Linked DNA regions of Zea mays: region 1 is linked to region 2. Evidence: chromatin contacts called from public Hi-C data. All regions are on one chromosome and are shown on one strand. The core of a region is the stretch at or near the end of the contact, and the rest is flanking DNA. Distances in the headings are between cores, read along the strand shown.

The links. A called contact is a pair of places that touch in the nucleus more often than the background predicts.
Region 1: a contact with region 2 is called in a Hi-C map of tassel, with 3 times the contacts expected there. The contact joins the promoter of LOC100272416 here to the promoter of LOC100281351 in region 2. A contact is called at or near these places in 5 of 25 Hi-C or Micro-C datasets (ear, leaf and tassel).

Annotation. Positions count from the first base shown.
Region 1 is chr8:34,779,378-34,785,041 of Zm-B73-REFERENCE-NAM-5.0, forward strand. It overlaps LOC100272416 (phospholipase D family protein), which reads left to right and starts at 4,362. Exons shown (of 20, transcript NM_001350737.1): 1 at 4,362-5,205. The coding sequence starts at 4,972.
Region 2 is chr8:34,592,026-34,598,253 of Zm-B73-REFERENCE-NAM-5.0, forward strand. LOC100281351 (ligatin) reads left to right here and starts at 3,816. Exons shown (of 8, transcript NM_001154269.1): 1 at 3,816-3,972; 2 at 6,065-6,146. The coding sequence starts at 3,962.

The DNA.
Region 1 (5,664 bases), core at 3,112-5,611, 190 kb after region 2:
ATCCGCTGTCGATAATCCAGCTTGAACCCCCGGATGCATAAACCTGCAAGGCAAATTTAGGCTTGGGTCTTAGGTACCCAACTCATGTTGGGTCCTACAAGGTTAGCACAAATATCCTTAGGGACCCAAATGCAAGTTTTGTCTCCCTTGCATCTTGCCCCTAATTTTCTAGCAACTATCTTCCTATCCTTTCTACAAATAGCAAAGGAAGCATTTAAAGCATGATATATTGTGGAAGGTTCATTAACTTTCCTAGGAACATTAACAACATTTCTCCTAGGCATATTTCTCCTACGAACATTTCTATCATGCACATAAGAAGAACTAGAAGCAAACATGTCATGAGAATCAAAAGCATCATATGCGTTATATCTCCTATAAGCATTTCTAGATTGTCTCCTATCATGATACAAAAAGGCATAGTTCTTTTTAGCACTACTAGCCATAGGGGCCTTCCCTTTCTCCTTGGCGGAGATGGGAGCCTTATGGCTTGTTAAGTTCTTGACTTCCCTCTTGAAGCCAAGCCCATCCTTAATTGAGGGGTGTCTACCAACCGTGTAGGCATCCCTAGCAAATTTTAGTTTCTCAAAATCACTTTTGCTAGTCTCAAGTTGGGCATTAAGACTAGCTACCTCTTCATTTAATTTAGAAATGCAAGCTAGGTGTTCACTATAAGCATCAATGTTAATATCTTTACACCTAGTACACGTTACAACATTTTCTACACAAGAGGTAGATTTACTAGCAATCTCTAACTTAGCATTCAAATCATCATTAATGCTCCTTAATTTAGAAATTGTCTCATGGCAAGAAGATAATTCACAAGAAAGCATTTCATTTCTTTTAACTTCTAGAGCATGAGATTTTTGTGCTTCTATAAATTTGTCATGTTCTTCATACAACAAATCTTCTTGTTTTTCTAGAAGCCTATTCTTATCATTCAAGGCATCAATCAATTCATTAATTTTGTCTACCTTGGTTCTATCTAGGCCTTTAAATAGACATGAATAATCTATTTCATCCTCATCACTAGATTCGTCCTCACTTGAAGAAGCATAAGTAGTGTCTCGAGTACATACCTTCTTCTCCCTTGCCATAAGGCATGTGTGACGCTCGTTGGGGAAGAGGGAGGACTTGTTGACCAAGCTTACCACATTTGAAGCATTTGAAGCATGAGTGCTTCCCCTTTGTCTTGGTCTTGCTTGGCTGCCCATTGCGGCCTTTTAGCGCCGTCTTGAATCTCTTGATGATGAGAGCCATCTCTTCATCATTAAGTCCGGCCGCCTCAATTTGTGCCACCTTGCTAGGTAGCATCTCCTTGCTTCTTGTTGCCTTGAGAGCAAGAGGTTGAGGCTCATTGATTGGACCGTTTAGAGCGTCGTCGACGTATCTTGCCTCCTTGATCATCATCCACCCGCTTACGAATTTTCCGAGTACCTCCTCGGGCGTCATCGTCGTGTACCTGGGATTCTCACGAATATTGTTTACGAGATGAGGATCAAGAACGGTAAAGGACCTTAGCATTAGGCGGACGACGTCGTGGTCCGTCCATCGCGTGCTTCCGTAACTCCTTATTTTGTTGATAAGGGTCTTGAGCCGGTTGTAAGTTTGGGTTGGCTCCTCTCCCCTTATCATTGCGAATCGTCCGAGCTCGCCCTCCACCAACTCCATTTTAGTGAGCATGGTGATGTCGTTCCCCTCATGAGAGATCTTGAGGGTGTCCCATATCTGCTTGGCATTGTCCAAGCCGCTCACCTTATTGTACTCTTCCCTGCACAAAGATGCTAATAGAACAGTAGTAGCTTGTGCATTTCTATGGATTTGTTCATTTATAAGCATAGGGCTATCCGAGCTATCAAATTTCATTCCATTCTCTACAATCTCCCATATGCTTGGATGGAGAGAGAATAAGTGACTACGCATTTTGTGACTCCAAAATCCGTAGTCCTCCCCATCGAAGTGTGGAGGTTTGCCAAGAGGAATGGAAAGCAAATGCGAATTCGAACTATGTGGAATACGAGAATAATCAAATGAAAAGTTCGAATTGACCGTCTTCCTATAGTCGTTGTCGTCGTCCTTTTGGGAAGAAGTAGACTCATCGCTATCGTCGTAGTAGACGATCTCCTTGATGCGCCTTGTCTTCTTCTTCTTCCCATCTTTGCGCTTGTGGCCCGAGCCCGAGTCAGTAGGCTTGTTATCCTTCGGCTCGTTGACGAAGGACTCCTTCTCCTTGTCGTTGATCACAATTCCCTTCCCCTTAGGATCCATCTCTTCGGGCGATTAGTCCCTTCTTGAAGAGAATGGCTCTGATACCAATTGAGAGCACCTAGAGGGGGGGGGGGGTGAATAGGTGATCCTGTGAAACTTGAAAACTTACGCCACAAAAACTTGGTTAATCGTTAGCACAATAATTGCCAAGTGGCTAGAGAGGAGTCAAAACACAATAACCACAAGAAATCAATCACAGAGATGGCACGGTGGTTATCCCGTGGTTCGGCCAAGTACAAAACTTGCCTACTCCACGTTGTGGCGTCCCAACGGACGAGAGTTGCACTCAACTCCTCTCAAGTGATCCAATGATCAACTTGAATACCACAGTGTTCTTCTTTACTTTAATCTTTTCCCGTTTCCAAGGAATCTCCACAACTTGGAGTCTCTTGCCCTTACAATTGAAGTTCACAAAGAAGCACGGAGTAAGGGTGAGAAGCAACACACACAAATCCACAGCAAAATGCGCACACACACGGCCAAGAATCGAGCTCAAAAGACTATCTCAAAGTTCTCACTAGAACGGAGCTCGAATCACTGAGAATGACAAACGAATGCGCAAAGACTGAGTGTGGATGATCAAGAATGCTCTAAGGTTGCTTGGTGTACTCCTCCATGCGCCTAGGGGTCCCTTTTATAGCCCCAAGGCAGCTAGGAGCCGTTGAGAGCAAATCTGGAAGGCCAATCTTGCCTTCTGTCGTCGGGTGCACCGGACTGTCCGGTGCCCGGTTTCCCTCCTAAAATGGCGCGGCCGACCGTTGCAGATCTAGGAGCCGTTGGCGCACCGGACAGTCCGGTGCCCCCTTCCGACCGTTGGCCCGGCCACGTGTCGCGCGCAGATTCCGCGGCCGACCGTTGGCCCGGCCGACCGTTGGCTCACCGGACAGTCCGGTGCACACCGGACAGTCCGGTGAATTTTAGCCGTACGCCGTCGGCGAATTCTCGAGAGCGGCCACTTCACGCCGAGTCAGCCTGGCGCACCGGACACTGTCCGGTGCACCACCGGACAGTCCGGTGTGCCAGACTGAGCTGAGTCTTGGCTGTACACAGCTAAGCCTTTTTCACCTCTTTTCTTTTCTTCTTCTTTCTGTTTCTAACACTTAGACAAGTATATTAGTACACAAAACCAATGTACTAAGGCTTAGAAACATACCTTTACTCTTGATTTGCACTTTGTCCATCCATGAGCATAAATTCACATTTAAGCACTTGTGTTGGCACTCAATCACCAAAATACTTAGAAATGGCCCAAGGGCACATTTCCCTTTCAATTTCTCTTTATGAACTACATATTTATGTGTTTGATGAGTTTTTCTTGACTGAAACGTTTAATGTGGTACTGAGGTGGCTGTGGACTAATGGTAATATTGTGCACTCAAGTGTTGCTATAGATAAATACCAACAATAGTAGATATAAACTGGTCAATACTCTGATGTGAGTGTAGATATAGCCCGCAATGGCCTGAAGCAGCATGACATAGCACTTTGTCATGCCAAAGTGTCATTCTAGAGTACTATATTTCTTCGCCGCGCTAACCATCAAAATAAGACATAAGAGCAAGTAAATAAGTTAACATAGGTTGATCGTAAGAGATGTCATGCTAAATTTGTGGTAACAAGAAAAAAGAGAAATGGAGAGAAAGAAAGTGGTCTGTTCATTAATAGCCAGTTGAAAGTATATTGCTTACTTGTAAATAGCTGAACGATTTCTAGAGAGAAAGAGGTGGACTCGGTATTAAATATACAACTTGTATAATTAGAGAGTTATCATTTAACTAAACTTTTAGTCAATTTTAATTGATTATACGTGACATGACAACATAGCCCACTCTAGCCTATATTATTAACCTTGTTCTAAAGAAGATCATTAATCTTTCTCCAACGGTGGCCCTTAAAGTTTCCCGAACTGAATATACACTGAGAGAATCAGAAATTTGCCGTTACAACGATTTCATTCGTAAAATTTTCATCACACCCATATTTTATAAACATAGATGAACCTATAATTTATGGACATATTGGCAAAATTCCAATTATTTTCACAAATGTACGGGTAAGCTGAGCTCCCAGCACAGGCACAACAACCGACGACCGTCACGGCAGTGTGGGAACTTTCGCCAGATCGGCCTCCTCGTCGCGAGCTCGGAGGGGAGGGGAGCACGCCATCGTCGTCGGAGTTGAAGCCGAAGTAGAGCCGGCTCCGCGTCGTCGAGGTCCGCTTCGCGCGTGGCTGTTCCCGCGTCGTCGAGACGCGCGGTCGACGAGCGCCGCCTCCGCATGCTTGAGACGCGCGGCCCGACGAGGCACGCGGCCGACGAGCGCCGCTTCCGCGTGCTCGAGGCGCGCGGCCGTGGAGCTCCGACTCGCGCGCGGCTGTTCCAGCGCGGCCTCTCAACAGTGGCTCAAAATTTGGCGTGCAACCTTCGCTCAACCAAACACTAGTCTGGCGTGCAACCTTTGCTCAACGGTGCCTAAAAATTTCAAGATCATTAGGGCGAGGAAAAGGCAAAAGCACCCCAAATTTGGCAGGAAGCACATCCCACCTGATCGTTTACCCTTTTCCTGCCACGGCGCGGCAGTCCAGCTCACCGCCCCTTTCCTTCGTTCCTCGAACCGCTCCTCCCCTTCGGCTTCCGCTTCGTGTCTCGCCCGCACTCCCAAACGCCAAAACAAACCATCCATATAAATCCCCCCGAGGAATCTATGACCGGCGAGGAGGAGCAGGAGCACGGTGGCCACAGGTACGTCAGGATGCCTCCGGAGCCGCCCGAGCCGGAGGGGTTGGCCGCCGCGTCGTCGGCGTCGTTCCGCCTGCCGGAGTCGGTGCGGGTGTTCGACGAGCTGCCGCGGGCCAGGATCGTCCAGGTCTCGCGCCCTGACGCCGGGGACATCACGCCCATGCTGCTCTCCTACACCATCGAGGTCCACTACAAGCAGGTCCGTCCCCGGGCGCCGCCTCTTCCCACCTCCGGATTCGTCTGGCCTAGCTCTTCTCGTTGGGCGGTCAGCGTAGTAGTGCCTGGCATTTGGCGGTATAGAATTGCTGCGTGAATTGGGCGTCTGGGTGATTTGTTTCCCGATAGGTTCTGGTTACATTTTTCTAGGTGATCTCAAGCTTCGATTATCGCTTGAGGTGCCGGGAACTGAGTTGCTCGTTCGATTCGGGTTCTGTGAGTGGGTTGTGGTTCAATTCGGGCCTGCTGCTCTGATGTGGATGCGAATATGGAAGTGACTTATAACTAGGTAGCTTTTTGTTGTATTCCTATTCCTTTTTCACAAAACCTTTTTGTGCTTACTATGGAGAAAAATGATACCTCTTATGTGCTTTGGGTTGCAATATTGTCAGTGCCTGAATCAATGATTGCATGAGTTCCGTCTGCCATTTTCCATTCGATG
Region 2 (6,228 bases), core at 2,566-5,065:
GTGGATCTCACCCTGGCCATTTGAGTTTTCAAGTTCTTTGAGCCGAAGCTTATCTCAGGTGACGAAGCGCTTGCTTGAAAATGCAACACAGGAAGCTTCGGCTATGGTTAAAAAATTTAACAACATAACGGCGTGATGGCAATGAATGCTCTGTGGTAACTTCTCACCAACCCGTCTGTTTATATAGTGTCGTATGGGGAGAAGGCGAACCACCATACCGCTTACACTGGCTGAGCGGTGGACCGACCAACGATCGGAATACTTTAATCGTTTCCGCCAACGAGCTCAAGGAAGGTGTTTTTCGGACCTTTGGCATTCCGAAGCCCTTGTGTTTTTCGCGGATCGGGCTCGTTACAAAAAACGATCTAGCACCGCGAAGGGGCTACTATTGGGGGTCTTCTCCCCCATCGAAGGTCCTCAAGGCAAAACACCTTCAGCAAGATAATACAAAGGCATGCGCAACATAATGACATGGATGGAAGCCAAAGTTATGGCTGGAGAAGCTTCAGCTTAGTATTGTGACGAAGCCCGAAGGTCATCACCGACTCAAGGGAAAAAGATTGTTTAGTCCTTGATCACTCGCATTATGATTGTATGTAAATATTGGGGACATAAATGTAATTGTGTTCGGGCTGCGTCCCGCACATATAAATAGATGAACAGTACCCCGTACTATTTACGTTGGATTGTAATCTCTCTCTTGCGTCATCTTTGCATTCTTATCTTCTGGCGAACCGAAGGTACAATTGTATTATAAATATCATTAATGTTGATTCTTATATGTGAATATGAATATAAATAAATTGTGAGGATCTGATCATTATCTTTCATTCTTTAGTATTCTTCCACACTCTTATTCATATCTATATTTATATTCATATTTACATACTGAGATGATGAAGCTACATCCTTCATGACCTTCGTCTGAAGATCATTATATCCGAAAGGAAATAATGCTTCGAAGGACGAAGGTCTTTAACCATTAACAATTGTGTTGCCTTGTCCTTGATCTGTATCATTTGATAACAAGTGACCAACACCCACCTTAGGGAGGAGTACTGTGTTTGTACGACTGGCGAAATCTAACGAGCAACTGCACATGAGGGGAATCTTTGTAAAGGCTACATAGTGAAACCTTGCCTACTCACCTTAGTAGTGTTTGAGGGTTTGATCGACCCGAGGCAAAAATGGATTACGACTCATGGGTAAAGTGTGCAACCTCTGCAGAGTGTTAGAAACTGTTATATCAGTCGTGCTTACAGTTAAGAGCAGCCTTGGGATACTCTTTGATTAGAATAACTTTGGATACTTTTATGATGATGGTTAATGGTGATGATTATAACTATGGTCTCTGGTATTTCCTCTTGGAGGGAGTACTCGTGAGTAATAATTTGGGTTTATTACTAAAACTTGGCTTTCTACAAGTAATAAATACCAGACCAACTAAAAGCAACTGCTTTAACCTTAACCCCACATACAGTTAGTCCACTTTAGCCAAACGGGACATTTGTCGAGTATGTTGATGTGTACTCACCCTTGCTTTAAAAACCCCTAACCTCCAGGTTGTCCCCATTGTAATCAGTGCTCAGGAGGAGATGAAGGCAACACAGAAGACTTTTAGGAGTTCTAGTTGTGTTTAGTGGCAAACCCCCAGTCAGCTGCCTGTGAAGGCCTTATCATTCTATGTTCTCTATCCGCACTTTGATTATGTTAATGACTATGTCAAGTTAATGACTCTGTGGATGTCTTGGACATCTTGATGTAATAAAGTACTATTTCTGCTATTATTTTGAGCAATGTGTGATGATGTTCAACTATGTAATCGTTGTGTACGTGAGTTTTTGATCCTGGCACGTGCATGGTTCGCATTCGGTTTGCCTTCCAAAATCGGGTGTGACATCACCCATCATCGACATTTCAAATTTCTGCATCATTACCCTGCTAAACTCTTCACAAGACTTTTGATTATTATAACCAAATATTATGTCATCGACATATATTTGGCATACAAACAAATCACAATTATAAGTCTTAGTAAAAAGAGTAGGATCTACTTTCCCGACCTTGAAAGCATTAGAAATGAGAAAGTCTCTAAGGCATTCATACCATGCTCTTGGAGCTTGCTTAAGTCCATAGAGTGCCTTAGAGAGCTTATACACATGATCGGGATACCTATCATCCTCAAAGCCAGGGGGTTGTTCCACGTACACTTCCTCCTTGATTGGTCCATTGTGGAAGGCGCTCTTCACGTCCATTTGAAACAACTTAAACGAGTGGTGAGCAACATAGGCCAATAATATGCGTATTGACTCGAGCCTAGCTACAAGAGTAAAAGTCTCCTCAAAATCCAAACCTGCGACTTGGGCATAACCTTTTACCACAAGTCGAGCCTTGTTCCTTGTCACCACCCCGTGCTCATCTTGCTTGTTGCGGAACACCCACTTGGTTCCCACAACATTTTGCTTTAGACGTGGCACCAGACTCCATACTTCATTTCTCTTGAAGTTATTGAGCTCTTCCTACATGGCCAACACCCAGTCTGAATCCTGCAAGGCTTCTTCTACCCTGAAAGACTTAATAGAAGAAACAAAAGAGTAATGTTCATAGAAATTAGCTAAATGTGAACGAGTGGTTACTCCCTTACTGATGTCACCCAGAATCTGATCCACTAGATGATTCCTTTGAATGGTGACCCAAACTTGAGTTGGAGGTGCCTGTTGTACTTCTTCCTCTTTATCCTTTTCTTCATGTGCTCTCCCTTGATTCATGCCTGCATCTTGAGATACCTGTTCCTCATCTTGAGTTGGGGTTGCACCAATGTGGAGGAGGATGGTTGATCTTGATCGCACATCACCTATTGCCATAGTTCTCAACGGGACCGTTGGAATTTCATCCTCATCTACATCATCAAGATCAACTTGCTCTCTTGGAGAGCCATTAGTCTCATCAAATACAACGTCACTAGAGATTTCAACTAAACCCGACGATTTGTTGAAGACCCTAAATGCCTTTGTATTTGAATCATAACCTAGTAAAAACCCTTCTACAGCTTTGGAGCAAATTTTAAATGCCTACCTTTCTTAACCAAAATGTAGCATTTGCTCCCAAATACACGAAAGTATGAAACATTGGGTTTGTTACTGGTTAGAAGCCCGTAAGACGTCTTCTTGAGGAGGCGATGAAGATAGAGCCAGTTTATGGCATGGCAAGCTGTATTTACGGCTTTTGACCAAAACCGCTCAGATGTCTTGTACTCTCTAAGCATTGTTCTAGCCATATCGATGAGTGTCCTGTTCTTCCACTCTGCTACACCATTTTACTTTGGTGTGTAGGGAGTAGAGAACTCATGCTTGATGCCTTCTTTCTCAAGAAACTTCTCTACTTGAAGATTCTTGAATTCAGATCCATTGTCGCTCCTGATTTTCTTTACCTTGAGGTCAAACTCATTTTGAGTTCTCCTTAGGAACCCAACATAAAAGAACTTCTTCAAAACTTGTTTGGTAACCTTAAAAGAGGTCACATCCTGTAACCATGAGAGACTAGCTTACTAAGCCTTTATCAAGAATTTAGAGTAGTTAACCCAACTAACAAGGAAAGTAAATGCATGAATAAGGTACTTCCATAGATATAAACAACAAAACCATATGGAACCCATAGTATAAACCATAGTGAGTCCAGAATAACATCCCGTACATGGTATCCAGACAAGCCGGGATTGGCTCCGTTGACAGATCCTGATCCAGTGTGATATTTGGGCTGCTCACAGCACAATTGGGTCCAATAAAGCCCAGCCGGGACGCAGAGGAAGAAGACCCGGAGCTGCGTCTTCCTTCCGTTTCAGCACCGCGCGCAATCGGCCTCTCATCCCCTCTTCCTATCGCCCGCCGCCGCCGCCGCCGCCGCCCGTCCGCTTCAGTACGACGTCGAGCAAGGGGAGGTAAAAGTTCGTTTGGCGTGCGCCATGTTTAAGAAGTGAGTCCTCTCTTCTCCCCTTCCGTATCTCTTTTACCTGTAACTCCTTTCCGATTTCCGGGCTCAGTAATTCGATCTGTCGTTGCCGTCCGCTGCGTTCACCGATCTGGTTCTCTCGGTTACGATTTGGCACAGCTAATTACTCTGGAACCACCATGCGTAATTCGGGACCGTGTTTTTATCTTTTATTTTAGCTGGGTTCGGGATCTGGAAAACGATCAGCTTTTGGCCTCTTAGTTTCTCTCAAACAAAGTACGGGGCTTTATGGGAGAAGATGTGATAATGGTATTGGGCATTGAGCTCTTGATACATGAGTTGCGATGTGCTGAAGCTGCTGGATGTTGCATCAACTGGCTGGCAAGGGCGTTATGAACTTATGGCACTAGGGTGCGGTTGTGGTTAGATGCTGCCGTTGTGCAGTTGGTGTTTCTGGATGTTGAGGTGTGCCGTGTGCGAATGTTTCATGTTTTCCCTCAAAGTGCATGGCTTGTTTTAGTGTTTTACCTTGGTACCCTCATTCGAGCCAGCTAAAACGTTCATGCTTTGGTAGCAAGGCATCTCCTAAGACCCAAACTGACTTGTTTCATCAAAATAATAAATGCAGCAAAACTTGACACTACAATCGTTTTTCTTTGTTAAACCCTTTCACTAAGAAGTTGTTTACTTCTCAAAATGATTTTTAGTGTATTTATTAGTGCAATAGCTTCACTGAACTATATACTTTGTGAAAATCTTGACTGTGATATTTTATATGTGCATTTTGAATTTTCTAAAAGTTATTAGCTTTAATGTCAAGGCTTGCCTGGTTTGTTTCCATATTGGCGGTATCATAATTTGGCCAGCCAAATTTTTTTCCAAGATTTTTTAACATCTTTTAGGATTAGTGCAGGTATAATTTCCCTACATCTCTATTAAGAATTAAGATGCTTGTAGTATGTCATGTTTTATAACATCACTGGTGACAAGACTGCAGGTAAATTTCACAAGAACCAATTTACACTGTAGTTTAATTAAGGACTCAAATTAGAAGTGTGGCCTCATTAGTGTTTGAGTTTGATCAACAAGAGTGCTAAATTGCTGTTGTAATGTCACTTCTTTTCTGGATTGTTTATATTTTACCAGAACCATTAATAATGTATGATTATACTAAGTAAGTGAAGTAACTGACTTGTGTCTTCTGTGCTCTATACTAGAATTCATTCTAGATTGTTGTAAGCATATGACATTGATGGTTTCTTGAATGGTGGAAGTTTCCATCAAGAACAATCAGCAGATATGACATTATTATTAGTTGACCCATGAGTAGTGATCTTAACTTGGAAATTATACATGTATTTTTTTCTGGTTTAAAATCATGATATAAAACATTGTTGATTACCTTATGACTATCAGATACAAAACGGATCATGGACTGCAAAGTGGTTGAACTCTAGGCCAGTGATTGCAAGTCGTCCGACTAAGCCCGATTAATCGGGCTAGTCGCCTGTTTATACTCGATTAGCCGGATGACTCGATTAGCTTGTCTAGTCGTCCTAATCGTCCGACTAGTCGCCGATTAGGGCGATTAGTCGTCCGACTTGTAGTTCCTGGTCGCCAAACATTTAGGGTTTTTGCTGATATTACTTGGGCCAATGTGGATGAAGTTGTTGGTGCAGCAGAGGGTCTAAGGGGCTGTAACTTGCCTCGTGCTGCTGCAGTTTCTAGCCATATTCTTGGTCTAGAAAGCGACAAAGGGACACAACCCAATAGTCTAAAGGTGATGCAACAGATGAAATGGATGAGGACAATGATGATGAATTTGGATCTGCTGAAGTTGCTGATGCAGGCTTCCATTTGGATGATGATTTGGTTTAGATTATTGTAGGCTTCAAGTAGGCTGTTTGCTGAAGTATAACCACTAGTCTAAAAGGTCTAGGACAACCAGGGACCGACTAGTCGCCCTGGTCGTCGCTTAATCTTGATTAGTCGCCTGGTTGGTCCCATGGATCGACCAGGCGACTTACAATCATCTAGGCGAGGCTTTTTTATCGTTTGTTGCCAATCTTTGTCAGTTTTAACATGGACTTAGTCTTTTGATATTTTACATCTCCAGGTTCTCTTCAGAAGATATATCTGGACAGAATCAAGTTAAGGCTTCTGTACAACGAAAGATTCGGCAAAGTATCGCTGATGAGGTTTTGTCATTACAAAGAAATCTACTTGGATTTCTATTCATTTTCCCTTTCAATTACAGAATCTTCTGCCTAGCTTACTAAA